Regions from separate parts of the Sus scrofa genome. Here all the other regions are linked to region 4. The links are chromatin contacts, called in public HiChIP or PLAC-seq maps. All regions are on one chromosome and are shown on one strand. The core of a region is the stretch at or near the end of the contact, and the rest is flanking DNA. Distances in the headings are between cores, read along the strand shown. Region 1 has its middle 140 kb from the start of SGK1. Region 2 has its middle 200 kb from the start of SGK1. Region 3 has its middle 150 kb from the start of SGK1. Region 4 has its middle 91 kb from the start of ALDH8A1. Region 5 has its middle 100 kb from the start of SGK1.

What was found. HiChIP or PLAC-seq counts read pairs in DNA pulled down with a chosen protein or histone mark.
Region 1: an H3K27ac HiChIP or PLAC-seq map of alveolar macrophages shows a contact between it and region 4. The contact joins two enhancer-like sites. A contact is called at or near these places in 1 of 47 Hi-C or Micro-C datasets (skeletal muscle) and 1 of 2 datasets of contacts at active chromatin or transcription factors (alveolar macrophages).
Region 2: an H3K27ac HiChIP or PLAC-seq map of alveolar macrophages shows a contact between it and region 4. The contact joins two enhancer-like sites. A contact is called at or near these places in 1 of 47 Hi-C or Micro-C datasets (embryonic fibroblasts) and 1 of 2 datasets of contacts at active chromatin or transcription factors (alveolar macrophages).
Region 3: an H3K27ac HiChIP or PLAC-seq map of alveolar macrophages shows a contact between it and region 4. The contact joins two enhancer-like sites. A contact is called at or near these places in 1 of 5 promoter capture datasets (liver), 2 of 47 Hi-C or Micro-C datasets (liver and skeletal muscle) and 1 of 2 datasets of contacts at active chromatin or transcription factors (alveolar macrophages).
Region 5: a contact with region 4 is called in an H3K27ac HiChIP or PLAC-seq map of alveolar macrophages. The contact joins two enhancer-like sites. A contact is called at or near these places in 2 of 47 Hi-C or Micro-C datasets (both in embryonic fibroblasts) and 1 of 2 datasets of contacts at active chromatin or transcription factors (alveolar macrophages).

Annotation. Positions count from the first base shown.
Region 1 is chr1:29,610,859-29,613,558 of Sscrofa11.1, reverse strand. No RefSeq gene overlaps it. Among named protein-coding and RNA genes, the nearest start is that of SGK1, 140 kb to the left of the region's middle. Within about 2 kb of position 1,373, at least 7 of the 83 cell types and tissues checked have an H3K27ac peak or open chromatin away from gene starts, as enhancers often do. A contact at or near this core is called in alveolar macrophages, where this site is marked.
Region 2 is chr1:29,545,240-29,547,939 of Sscrofa11.1, reverse strand. No RefSeq gene overlaps it. Among named protein-coding and RNA genes, the nearest start is that of SGK1, 200 kb to the left of the region's middle. Within about 2 kb of position 1,284, at least 2 of the 83 cell types and tissues checked have an H3K27ac peak or open chromatin away from gene starts, as enhancers often do. A contact at or near this core is called in alveolar macrophages, where this site is marked.
Region 3 is chr1:29,593,760-29,596,459 of Sscrofa11.1, reverse strand. No RefSeq gene overlaps it. Among named protein-coding and RNA genes, the nearest start is that of SGK1, 150 kb to the left of the region's middle. Within about 2 kb of position 1,314, at least 9 of the 83 cell types and tissues checked have an H3K27ac peak or open chromatin away from gene starts, as enhancers often do. A contact at or near this core is called in alveolar macrophages, where this site is marked.
Region 4 is chr1:29,150,830-29,153,529 of Sscrofa11.1, reverse strand. No RefSeq gene overlaps it. Among named protein-coding and RNA genes, the nearest start is that of ALDH8A1, 91 kb to the right of the region's middle. Within about 2 kb of position 1,334, at least 18 of the 83 cell types and tissues checked have an H3K27ac peak or open chromatin away from gene starts, as enhancers often do. A contact at or near this core is called in alveolar macrophages, where this site is marked.
Region 5 is chr1:29,643,389-29,646,245 of Sscrofa11.1, reverse strand. It overlaps a transcript of SGK1 not described here. Among named protein-coding and RNA genes, the nearest start is that of SGK1, 100 kb to the left of the region's middle. Within about 2 kb of position 1,380, at least 2 of the 83 cell types and tissues checked have an H3K27ac peak or open chromatin away from gene starts, as enhancers often do. A contact at or near this core is called in alveolar macrophages, where this site is marked.

The DNA of each region.
Region 1 (2,700 bases), core at 124-2,623, 460 kb before region 4:
TTGTAGGTGTTAACATAAGAGTAATACATTCCAAATTCTCAAGTACAATTTCTGCTCCTAGGGGCTGAGACCTACTTCTTCTGTGGCTTTTGGCACTTTGTCCTTTATGCCAGATGGAGAATCACAAGGGGGGATGAAAAAGAAGTCACATGCCGGCTGGAGGCAGGAGTTTATGTTGGACCTGGGGATAACTTTATAAAAAGGATGTTAAATGCAATATTCTAGTAGCATCCACCACAGTAGGTACTACATTGTGAGTGCTTTATAACTACCAGACACTGGGTTAGGCACTTTATAAACATTTCATTAAATCCTCACAATATCTGTGCACCAGCTGCTATCGTCTGCCTTTGTGGAGGAGAACATAGCAGTGGAAAGATGGGAGTCCAGAGGCAATGAGACTAGGATGTTAATGGGTCTGATTTCGATGTGATGATAATTTGGTGCAAGAGGGTAGCCATGCAAAGTCTTAAAAACACACTTTGGAGTTCCCATTGTGACACAGAGGAAACAATTCCAAGTATCCGTGAGGATGCGGGTTTGATCCCTAGCCTCACTGGGTGGGTTAGGGATCCCACGTTGCTGTGAGCTGTGGTATAGGTCAAAGATGCGGCTCAGATCCTGAGTTGCTGTGGTTGTGGCTGGAGCTGTAGCATGGGCCAGCAGCTATAGCTCCAATTTGACCCTAGCCTGGGAACTTCCATGTGCTTCAAGTGCAGCCCTAAAAAGCAAAAAAACAAAGCACGTGTTTTATTTTTTTCACTCAACAAAGACGTATTGAATGTCTGCTATACACCTGACAATGGTGAATAAGACACTGTTGTTGCTCAAAGCTGGACAGAAAGTTTGACTGGCAATCCTGGGGCTGTATGATGATTTTGGTGATAATACATTCAGGGTGTCTGGGAGCCCATAGGCAGTGACTTTGAGGATCTAGAGTATCTTTCATAGACATGGAGAGATGTTTTGAAGAATAGGTTTTTTTTTTTTTTTTTTTTTTTTTTTTTTAATCTTTTTGCCTTTTCTAGGGCCGCTCCCGTGGTATATGGAGGTTCCCAGGCTAGGGGTCAAATCGGAGCTGTAGCCATCGGCCTACACCAGAGCCACAGCAACTCGGGATCGGAGCTGCATCTGCGACCTACACCACAGCTCACGGCAACGCCAGATCCTTAACCCAGTGATTGAGGCCAGGGATCAAACCTGCAACCTCATGGTTCCTAGTCAGATTCGCTAACCACTGAGCCACCACGGGAACTCTGAAGAATAGAATTTTTAACTGAATGCAGGGCGTGATAGAATGTGATGGTGGCTAAAAACAAAGACTCTGATGACAGATTACTTGGGTTTAATTCTTCCCTCTTCACTGAGTTCTAGCAATGTGACCTGGAAAAAGTTACTTAATTCCGTTCTTTAGTTTCCTCATCTCAAAATGGAGATAAAAATATATTACCCCATAGAGTTTTTGTGAAGATTGAAATGAGTCAGTATATGAATTTTGAAATATGTCCTCACCCGTGAGAAGTTTTGGGCAATTATTTGCTTGTTGCTATGGGAAGTTGAAACAGAGGGAAGTTATGCAAACACGCAACGAGCTGGTGCTTACAGACATGTTCATCAAAGAATCAATATTTTTGAGGTTTTTCTCACTGTTATAGACCTCCTGTCCTCGCCCTAATGTTTAGGCCAGGTCAAAACTTGAATCTTGTTAGGGCTAGGTCGGCTAAGGAACTGAGTGAGTCTGTCAGGGACTGAGGTGACTGGGGCCCCCTGAAAAGGGGGCTGCTACTCAGCCCCAGCAAATTGTCACCCATGGAAATGACAGTCTGGGGATGCTGGATCTTCTGACATTTTAGAGAAACTGAACAACCATATATTTATGAAAAATTTTTCTAATTTTTAAAACTCTCTCGAGAGACAAAAAAAATTGTGTGTAGGCTGGATCCATCCTTTTGAGGCCTCTTGCTAGGTTTATGGTTGCCTCCAGGAATATATAATAGCTTTTTCTTTCAAATTTCCTACCAAAAAAAGAGGAATAGAGAAGTTGATGGACTCTGGGAAGATAATTTCAAAAAGGCTGTGGGTTTCTCAAGTCTGGGCCCTGGGGCCATCCAGGCAGAGTAGCTTTTCCGCATAGTGTAAACTGGGGTAGAACTGTGAGTGTGTGTGTGTGTGTGTGTGTGTGTGTGTGTGTCTAGGGAGCTGGTTATTAAATGCCCCACAGATGGTGGCATTTATTGTACTCTTAGTGTCAGGGAACAACTCACACTGGTTACACACGTAAATGACTATTTTTAGTACCATTCAGACGCTTATTGCTTTACCCTCAGACATACTCTTCAATATGGAAGAACTAAATGTAGCTAAAAGGGATGACATTTATTGATAACTTATGTGAAAAGTAACATTTCAGACTGTAATTTCAACGAAGATGCATTCTACAACCACTGAGCATCAAGCATCTGGTCCTATTTGTGACAAACACTGTGACTATGTTGGGGTTCAATGTGGGGTGGTGAATTTCAGGGCATGAAACTTTGATCTAATGAGCCTATGGCTTTATCAAATGATCTAATTAGCAAAACCTCATCGCCAAAACAAGAAACAACAAAATTGACCATAATTTTATTCAGGTAGTTCAAGTAGAGAATAAAATGAACCACTAAGGAGTTCTCAGCACTAACAAACCCAACTAGGATCCAT
Region 2 (2,700 bases), core at 35-2,534, 390 kb before region 4:
TTATTATCCCTGTTTTATACATGAGAAACTGGGGCCCACAGAAATAATGTGGCAGGATTTGATTTGGAGCCTATAGCTATTCAACAGCAGAGCTGAGGCTGGAGCTCCCAGAGTCTAGAGCAACAGCCTTAGCCCCTGTGCTCCTAAGTCCAGCTGAACCTTCAGAAGCCCTTTTAAAAACAACAAATGGATTCCTGCTAAATTCTTTACAGTACCAGAGCCAGAGTCCATTTTGTTGCAGTAATGTCATGGTTCCTTTTTTTTTTTTTTTCTTTATCCTTTCATTTCCTTCACAAACTTACATTTATTTTTAGAAGTGATTATCTTTGCCATCAACTGAGACTGTGTGTGTATAAATGTGTGCTCTACTTCACATCCTGACAGGTTCAATAATTGGTACTGAAAACTGAAGAATAATTCTTTTGTTTGTTTTTTTGGTTTTCAGGGCTGCACCTGTGGCATATGCAAGTTCTCAGGCTAGAGGTTGAATTGGAGCTACAGCTGAGGCCTATGTCACAGCCACAGCAACACAGGATCTGAGCCAAGTCTGTGACCTACACCACAGCTCATGGCAACACCAGATCTTTAACCCACTGAGTGGGGCCAGGGATTGAACACGCAACTTCAAGGATACTAGTCAGGTTCACAGCCTGCTGAGCCACAAGGGGAACTACTGAAGAATAATTCTTGTGTATTTTTTCTTTTCTTTGCTTCTTCCTGCGTCCCTTCCTCCCTTCCTTTCTTACTCCCTTTTTTCTTTCCTCTCTTCCTTTCTTCTCTCCTTCCTTTCATTCTTTAATTCTTTTTTTTCTTTGCTAGATTTTAATGATTTAGTTTTACTCACCAGGATCAAGAGGTACTAAAACATACAAAATATTTTATAAGAAAAGAAGAAGCCTGGTTTTACAGTTCCAAGTGAATTCTTTGGGCATTTCAAAATAATATGTCACAGCTTTGGAGAATTAAGGTCTTGAATGATGAGGGTTTTAAAATATCAAAAGGATTTTCAGATAGCTACTTTACAATCTGAAACCTACCTTTAACTTAAAAAGCAAAATTTTATAACCTGTTATAAACTTTTTACACATTTATAAAAACTATGGAAATTTTGTGGAAAAATAGACTTTACATGGAAAATGATCTTGGAAATTTTAAAATATGAGTGGATATTTTGTTTCCCAAAGCTGATGACAGTAAACCATAAGCGAAACAGTAAACCACGTATGAAACTGCTCAATGATACTAAGTGTAGAAATAATGTTAATTTTCTGATGTCAGATGGATGGAAAAAGGAAGTGCACACTTCTACAATTGAATTGAGAACTAAGACAACTCACATTTGGTTGATTAGACCAGTCTGGCTGCTAATAGAATTTCCCCCAAATCAGGCCATGGCACAAAGGAGACCAGCAAACAAGATGCCAAAATCATCAGCAAGACCTGCCACTGGATTCCCTTGAGACTTTTTGTGAGTGCTGGTATTAATCATGGAATTTGTACGCAGCTCTACCATGCCCTATGCAATAATTATCATATATTTATAATAATCACTTTGTAATCACTTAGCTACACTGGGATTATTTTACTAATGAATGATTGAAGAAATTAGGAAAATGGTTAAAAGCAAAAGACCTAGGGTGGATTGAGGTTGAAATTTCAGCTCTGTCACGCACTGCTGTGGACAACTAATGTTTTTGTTAGCCTAAGTTCCCCTTCCCCATCTTCTGGAAAATGAACCTTCTTTTTCCCTTAAGGAAATCCTCTTTCCTTACTTTCTGCCAATAATCGAGATCCCTGACATCCTTTTGAAAAATAGTAAGGCATATGGCCCAAGCTTGGCCGATCAAGTTTACCCGCCCAGAAATTCAAATTGTGAGCCCTGCTCAAAGGAAGTGACCAGAATGGATCCTCTCAGTGATATTTTCCTGAAGAAACTGGCATATTAGTTCCTACTACCTAGATGTTGGGAATTTTTGTGTTTTTTATCCTTTCAATAATCCAGATTTTTTTCCCCTATGATTCTATGAGCTACTCCATGCCCTTCCAATATGTTTTAGTTTCACCAAAGTTAACCAGAATCTATTTCTCTTGTTTGTAGCCAAAGAACTTGAATAGTCTGAACAAATTAGGTATATCATCACTCTAACATCCATGGACTTCAGCAAATGTAAAATATCTAGTTCAATTACTACTAAATCTATAATAGATTTATAATAATGATTTCAACATGCTTGACAATATTAAAAATATTATTTTGGTAACTGAGGAATATTTATATCATCTTCCTAAGAATTTATCTCATGTAAAATTTTGAAAGTAATGCCTACATCCCAGACTTGTAAGGATTAAATGAGAAGCTGTCTGGAAAATGTCTAGCATAGTGCCCCCTAGAGTAAGGGATTGATATCTATTGGCTGTTATCACTGTACAGTGACTGTAAGCATAAACATAGTCCAAGGCAAGTTCAAACTTTGAATGGTTGACGGTAGTGTGTCATAGTAACTTCTCTTGAGTTTTTGACATTGTAGGAATGACTGTTATTCAGACTAAGAAACTTAGCTGATAATTTGAACATTTCAGTAGAATAGTGATCTGGCACTCTGTTTAATAATAGATTTGATAAATAAATAAATGAATGAATAAATGAATTAATCAATAACTAACTAAATAAATAAATAAATAAAAGAAAAGGAGTCCATT
Region 3 (2,700 bases), core at 65-2,564, 440 kb before region 4:
TATATAGTACAAGATACTATTTCATGCTTTCATTTGCACCTGCTGTTTTCTTTGCTTCCAAGAAAGCCCTGCCCCTCTTCTTCCTTCACTTTCCTTTTCCCCAAAGATTGCCTGGTGTCCTCCTATTTCTCCTTCAGAACCAGCTCAGATGTCAGTTTCTGCAGGATTCCTGACACCTCCACGATTAAAAGCCCTTTCCTTTTGCTATTTCTTCATCCTTCTCAAACTTTATGTTGTGTCAGATGATTTGTTCATTTTGTTTATATAATCTCTTTCACTCCTAAGTTTGATGAGAGCAAAGTCCATCTTTTGTTTTGTTTTTTTGGGGGGTTTTTGTTTGGTTTGGTTTTTTGCTTTTTTTTTTTTAGGGCTGCTCCCTCGGCACATGGAGTTTCCCAGGCTAGGGGTCGAAATGGAGCTGTAGCTGCCAGGCTACACCGCAGTCACAGTAACGCAATATCCGAGCCCAGTCTACGACCTACACCCCACTCACTGCAATGCCCCATCCCCAACCCACTGAGCAAGGCCAGGGATCAAACCCACAGCCTCATGGTTACTAATCGGATTAACTTCTATTGTGCCACAATGGGAACTTCTCCATCTTTTTATTTGTCTTTATTTCCCCAGTAATTAGACAGGGGCTGGTACATCATAAACAATCATTATTTATTGTATGAATAAGTCCGAGATTTTAGACTTAGCAATTATTCAATATTCAATAAATTTCAATGTATTCAATTAAAATACATTATTCAATACATTTCGAAAAACCTGAGCTCTCAGCTGCACTATAGGATGAATTTTCTAAGTAGTAGTGCTCTTTCTAGAGCCATGGCTTTGAGATCCAAAACAGGACTGTGCATAATCATTTTAGCTCCTTGCTAGGGCTTTGCTCCTATAATGATTTATGGTTATATCTTTCAATTTTTCCATTCTATTCCTGTGGTAAACTCCTCAGAATGCTCAGTCAGGCAAAGGAAACAAACACAGTAAAGTCTGATTTAAACTTTCTTGTTCTCTTGGCTCTTCCAGTCAGAATAAGAAAGAAGTTACAGAAGTTAGTAGGGTACAAGTATTTTTACAGAGAATGACATGACCACACCGTCAGTGATAAAGCAGAAACGGGAAAATTCTGCTTCAGAGGACGTGGTGGAGAGAAGCTCCCTTCACAGTCTCCATCAACAAGAGTCTTTGGGTACCTGCTAATTCTGTGATTCATGTCTCTATTTGATGTGAAGTGTTACAGTCATCTGCTCCTTCTTGATCTCATGAATAAATAAATCCTTCCTTGGAAACAGAGAAGTGGACGGATTGCCACTAACCCTCAGAGACTTCACTGAACTGGGAGTGACTCATTCCACGTGGCGTCAAGCCTCTTTCTTTGACTAATGTCTCATTGAAGTTGTGCAAGTGACTAACAGATGGGAAAGTTTTCTGGAGAAAGTTGGTTGTTTGTAAGTTTAAGTCTGTTTGAAGAGTCCCTGGTATCGGCTCTTGAATTGCTCTGCTTTTTATTTGGATCAGGCATTGGTTTTTTTTTTTTTGTTTTTTTTTTGTTTTTTTTTGTCTTTTGTCTTTTTTGTTGTTGTTGTTGCTATTTCTTGGGCCGCTCCGCGGCATATGGAGGTTCCCAGGCCAGGGGTTGAATCGGAGCTGTAGCCACCGGCCTATGCCAGAGCCACAGCAACGCGGGATCCGAGCCGCGTCTGCAACCTACACCACAGCTCACGGCAACGCCGGATCCTTAACCCACTGAGCAAGGCCAGGGACCGAACCCACAACCTCATGGTTCCTAGTCGGATTCGTTAACCGCTGCGCCACCACAGGAACTCCCTGGATCAGGCATTGTTAATTCAAACTTGGTTTAAAACGGCCCTAAAGGTTTAGATTTGCTCTTTTCTCTCAAGTGTGAAAGACAAGAACTTCTGTCTTTAAACAAATTCTGCAGGTCAAGAGATTTTCATTAAAATAAAGCGGTAGCCTCTAAGTATGTGACTATTTTAAGAGTATTAAATGGAGTAAATGGAGTTTGCCATCCTTAGAACATGGCTCCTGGATCAAGACCTCTTGAGAACAGGGATCCTGTCTTAGCTGTTATTAGTATTTTTTGTTTACTGCTCCCCCCTCCATTATTGAGTTCCACCCTAAGTCTCTGCTTTGGGTTAGTAACATCCTCTCTGGCCTCCTTTGGAATAGCATTTCCTAGTGTGAGTCTGGTATTTACTTTTCTTAAAAACATTGGTTAAAAAATATTTTTCTTCTTCTCTTAAGGACCTCGACACGAGACTTCAAAAAATAAAAAAAATAAAAAAAAATAAAGGAGAGGAATTCTAGATTATCACTGCTAAGAGGCAGCCCATTTATAGACACACATTTAAATCCATGAGCTCATACAGATATCTCTGTTTCTGATGCAACACTATAGGATGTATTCTACCTAAACTTCCCTTCTCCTAATTTGTAACTCTTCTTTTCCAACAGTGAGAAACCTTTCTTTTATTATCCACTGTAGATTTACTTTTGGTTCAACATAAGACAGTTTCAGGATTGCTAACCCACACCCCCTGAGAGATGCAGTGTATATGTGTACATAGTTGAATACAAACTGTTAGTATACAGATAAAATACTATTTCCCCGGAGTCACTCAGGTTAATGCTCTTGTTCCCCACCCCCTTCAGTGTGGGTTTGTTATTTACTTG
Region 4 (2,700 bases), core at 85-2,584:
AACACGGGGTCTGAACTGATCTGGTGAGAGGAATTTCTGGGTCCCTGGGAGATCATTAGGGGGTCATCAGTACATTCAGGAGTCATTGCATGCTTGTCCTTTTTTCTTAAATACCTACTAAAAACTGTCTTCATGAAGCTGTATAAAGAAAATGGAAGAACAAAATTGAAGTCCATCCTCTTTTTCAGGCAGAAATAGATATCACTGCCATCTATAAGACATGGAATAAAACATCTGAGTTTTCAAACCTTATTTCTTTTTCCCTTATTTTTGCCCATTTTCTTTCACAGTCAGCAACTCTTGTCCTACTAGGATACTATTTTAACCGTGGTATGTAGGTTAAGGATATGCTGTTTTGTTTACAGGAGATAAATTGTTGTTACGATTACTATAGGAAGCAGCAGACCAATGACCTTGAGGACTCACCAGGAAAAGCAGCCCTTCTGTGCGTGAAAATGACGGGGGCTCCAGGAAGGATAAGCACGAGGCAGAGACCTGGAGTTGGGGGACTTCCTCTGGAGTTGGGGACTTCCTCTGGAGTTGGGGGGAAGGGATAGACACAGTTACAGCATTCAACCCAGCACCATATTCTTGCCTTAGAGTTTAAGCCCCACCTAACTGAACCCATCTGAGCCAAACACAGAGCAAAGCACTGTTTGTAGAATCCTGTCCCAAGAGTAGGCGAGAAAAGTAGCTCAAACCCAGTAGAGAGGTGTTCCATGCCATTCATTTTATTCAGTGGTCAAGTACGTTTTGATAGAGCTTCAAAACCTACATGTGATATCAAATAGCCTGCATAAGAGAATGCAAGGCAGAACAGCCCTGGAGCACAAGTCGTAGTTGCGGAACTATGGCCCCTAAAAGGGGGTGGCGATGGGCAAGATATGATTCTACCCCGCCCCCCCAGAGAAGCTTATGCTTAGATATTAGATATGAAAACTAAAGGACAGAAACGCGCACCCTCTAAGATTCTTTCTAGCTCCACAGTTCTTTGAGGGCAGAAATAAGATTTAACGTGAGAAATGTTTAGGCCCAGAAGGGATACCAGTCCACACAGGTGTGCCATGGTGTACAGAGTTTATGTATCTAAATGAGATTTTGTTAAATAAAAATTGATATGTTTGTACAAAGTGTTTATTCACATAAAAGGCGTCACTGAGGTTTGAATTAAAAAAAAAAAAAAGAAATTTAAAAAGTAATTGGAGAGACCTTAGAAATGACCCAGTCCAGGATTTTGTTTGTTGGTTTGTTTTACAAATGAAAGATCCCTCCAGCCTCAGAGGTCCGTTCCTTCCAGGCCTCGTTCTGCAGAGAGCAGAGCTGGAAGCAGATCCTAGGCCCTGAGGCTGACACTCCTGCCTCTGTGGAGTGGGGCCACCCTGGTGACATCCTATCTGCCTAATGAGGAAACAGCGTCATCTAGTGGCAATTTATCAGAATTTTCTAGGGGAGCTGTGCTTCAGCTCATCCAAGGGGATGAAAAACGTCCCACTTGCCCATCTCTGCTGTTCCAGATCTCCCAAGACTATATCTCTGGATCCTTTTCTTCTCTGAGTTTTCCAAAACCCAGCATTTCCCCGTGGAACTCTCTCCCCTAACTCCTTTGCCCACTAGCATTTTTCTCCTCTTAAGCCAAAATTTCAACACAGCCATCAAGAATCATCCACCACTGGAGTTCCTGTTGTGGCTCAGTGGTAATGAACCTGACTAGTACCCATAAGGATGTGGGTTTGATCCATGGCCTTGCTCAGTGGGTTAAGGATCCCATGTTGCTGTGGCTGGGGCATAGGCTGCAACTCTGACTCGACCCCTAGTCTGGGAACTTCCAAATGCCAAGGGTACGGCCCTAAAAATCAAAAAGAAAAAAAAAAAAAATCCACCTCAAGGACGATACCCATCATGGCTGTTTTCCTTTGAGTGTTTCTTGATTTGAGTTTTCAGCAAAATAACACTCTTAACCATGATTGGGGGCTTTTGCCAATTGATGTGTTTAATCAAAGAAATATGCTTTCTTGTGAAGATCCAGACTACGCTTTTCATTCAGCCTTGCTGATATAACCCTTGTATTTCCCCACCTACCAACAAACCAGGACACTTTTGTTGCCTTTGAAATAATTCTGGGTGTTTCCCAAGACAGTTCTGTGAACAAGCATGTGAGCTAATTTCAGACAGGTACATCTATTCACTCATCATTGGTGTTCTCAACCATTTACTAATCTCTTAGTTCCCCTGCCCTTAGGATCCTAATTTTGGAGTTAGAAAACAAAATACATCAACAAACAATTTTCTTATATGACGAGTGCTCTATTACAAGTAAGCTCAAAGGGAAGGGGAAAAATCATTTTGCTTAGATTACAAAAAGCTGCTCAAAAAATAGAAAACATTGGACTTAAGTTTTGAAGGTAGGTAGGTCTTTGGTTTGTAAAGAGAGGTGGGAATGGCATGATTGGCAGGGGGAACAGCAAGAACAAGTGTCCAGAGTCAAGAAAGTACATGGTTTGATAAAGAATAGCAAATAGTCTACTGTATTCACCAAAAGAAAGAGCCCAAGAAAGCAAATGGGAAGAGCTGCCAAAAGGCAGTTAGGAATTAGAATACAGGAGTTACTGTCAAGGCTCAGCAGTAATGAACCTGACTATTATCCACAAAGACACAGGATAGATCCCTAGGCTTGCTCAATGAGTTAAGGATCTTGCCATG
Region 5 (2,857 bases), core at 131-2,630, 490 kb before region 4:
ACTGAGCAAGGCCAAAGATCGAACCCGCAACCTCATGTCTCCTAGTTGGATTTGTTAACCACTGCGCCATGATGGGAACACCTGATTATCTTTTTTGAGTTAAGGAAAGTAAATTGTATAAAGCCAAACTCAAGGAAGCATGGATATTAAGGTGATTTATGAGGACACTGAAGACATAAATCAGATATAATTATCTGATTTTCAAAAATGAATCATATGCACCTCCTCAAATCGTCTCATAATTCTTTGATGACGCGCAGTGGCAAAATGCTTATGTCAAACTGAAAAGTGGACGGGAAAAGATAAATGGTAGGTCCAAGTGACAATCTGAGTTGCCAAATATTCTTCCTGAGGATTTCACTCATGGACTGTATGCTTTTTCCAGAAGGTGCTGGAGGAATGAAAAGCATCCAAGTCTTGGAAATTTAGCAACTTGTATTACAAAAGTTCTGCTTTAGTACCCACGGATGATCAGATGAAAGATTTAGGGCTTTCTGAATCCTCTTCCAAACATGTGGTTTGGGTGCCTGTAGCTCAGGCCCTGAACAAAAACAGGTAAGAAATCCTACAGCCCTGAGGTCTGTCCCAGCCTCTTACCTCTCAGCCCTTCCTATTCCTCCTTCTCATCTTTATTTTTCTTTAGCACGTTTCCCATCTACTACAGCGTGCTTTACTTTTTAAATGTTGTAGTGAAATTTACATAACATAAAATTTACCATCTTAAACATCTCTAAGTGTGCAGTTCAGTTCTTCACATTGTTGTGCCATCACCACCACCCATCTCCAGACCAATCTTTAAATGTTGTAGTGAAATTTACATAACATAAAATTTACCATTTTAAACATCTCTAAGTGTGCAGTTCCGTTCTTCACATTGTTGTGCCATCACCACCACCCATCTCCAGACCAGTCTTTCAAAACTGAAAATCTGTACCCCATTAAAAAGTACCTCTTCATCCCTGACAGCCCCTCCCCCCAGCCTCTGGCACCCACCATTGGTACTCTCTGTCCCTGTGAATTTGACTACTCTAGATACCTTATACTACAGCAATCACACAGTAGTGTTCTTCTGTGACTGGAATATTTCACTTTCCAAACTTTGTTTATCGACTAGTTCCCTTCATGAGCCTGTAAGCATCTAGGTCAGGAATTACTTTCTATATAACCTCTGCCTTATTTCCAGGGCCTGGAAAATCCCAGGAACCTAGCAGATTCAGAATAAATGTTGGTATGAATGAATGGCCCAGGAAGGCATGCTGCTAAAATGTGGTGAGAATCACTCAGAGTTGAACAGAGAATAACTAAACACATCTATGGGTTGGGCACAGCGGATATAACAGGAATAAAGCCACTGGGCTCATTTTAAAGAGCTTATGTGTGTGTTAAGGGTCAAACGGTGAAACGATTGTTGAATCATAGTGAAATCAACCCATAACTGAGGGAAGTTCACTGCTAACGAAACAGACAGGAAGTTCTCCCAATCTGGGAGGATCAGGGAAGGCACTTTTAAGGGCTACCTTTCAATCCTGCCCTGAGGAATGAGAGTGTGTGTTGGCCAGGTCAAGAGTGAAGAGTTCAAGGTCAGAAGAACAGACTAAGGAAGGGGAATGACTACAGGGCCTCTTGACTTTTTGAGCCTAGATCCCTTCTGGCAATCTGGCAAAGTCTAGAAATCCCTTCCTAGAATAAATTGTTAATGAATTAAGTAAAATACATAGGATTACAAAGGTATAAATTATATTAAACTACAATTAACAAAATTAAAAAAATATTTAGGGGAGTTACCGTCATGGCTCAGTGGTTAACGAATCCGACTAGGAACCATGAGGTTGGGGGTTTGATCCCTGGCCTTGTTCAGTGGGTTAAGGATCCAGTGTTGCTGTGAGCTGTGGTGTAGGTTGCAGATGCGGCTCAGATCCCATGTTGCTGTGGCTCTGGCGTAGGCCGGTGACTACAGCTCCGATTTGACCCCTAGCCTGGGAACCTCCATATGCTGCAGGAGCAGCCCAAGAAATGGCAAAAAGACCAAAAAAAAAAAAAAAAAAAAAAATGTTGTCCTTAAGATTATTTTATGCTTCTGCTTAGTAAACCATTTTTTAAAAAATGTCCAGGTTCCCATTGTGGCTTACAGAGTTAAGAACCCCACTAGTATCCATGAGGATGCAGGTTCTATCCCTGGCCTTGCTCAGTGGGTTAAGGATCCCGGGTTGCTGTGAGCTGTGGTGTAGGTCGCAGACATGGCTCAGATCTTGAGTTGCTGTGACTGTGACTGTGGCATAGGCCGGCAGCTGCGGCTCTGATTTGACCCCTATCCCGGGACTTCCATGTGTTGCAGGTGTGGCTCTAAAAAGACGGAAAAAAAAAAAAAAAAAGATTTACAATATAGAAAAAAGATTTCCAGTTTGTTAATACTCAGTGTTTGGCTCTGTCTGTTTGTTCTAGTTTCAAAGAAAGAATTAGGCCATTTCCTCTGACAGGCTTTAGGAGCCTCTGGTAGTTTTCCAGTTCCTATGGCTTTTTTTTGCCCCGTGGTAGGTGGGGAGGAATAATGTAATTTAAGCTAAAGCACATTAGCATCAGCTGTTCCCAAGAATATCCAAATACCTCACTTCTTCACAAAACAAAATGCTTCTTGAATTCAAATAGAGAAAGTAAATCAAGAAAAGTAGAAAAACAAACAATAACAGTAGATATCTGAGAGGCTAAAAGAGTTTATGGCCACAAAGAAGGATCCCAATTCTAATCCCAAGTTTGCCATTTCTCTTTAAGACTCCAGGGAAGTTCTTTCCTCTTTCACTGGCTTTTTCCCTGCCACAAAAGCCTCACTACCATAATCTGACTAAGTGCTGTGATTTCT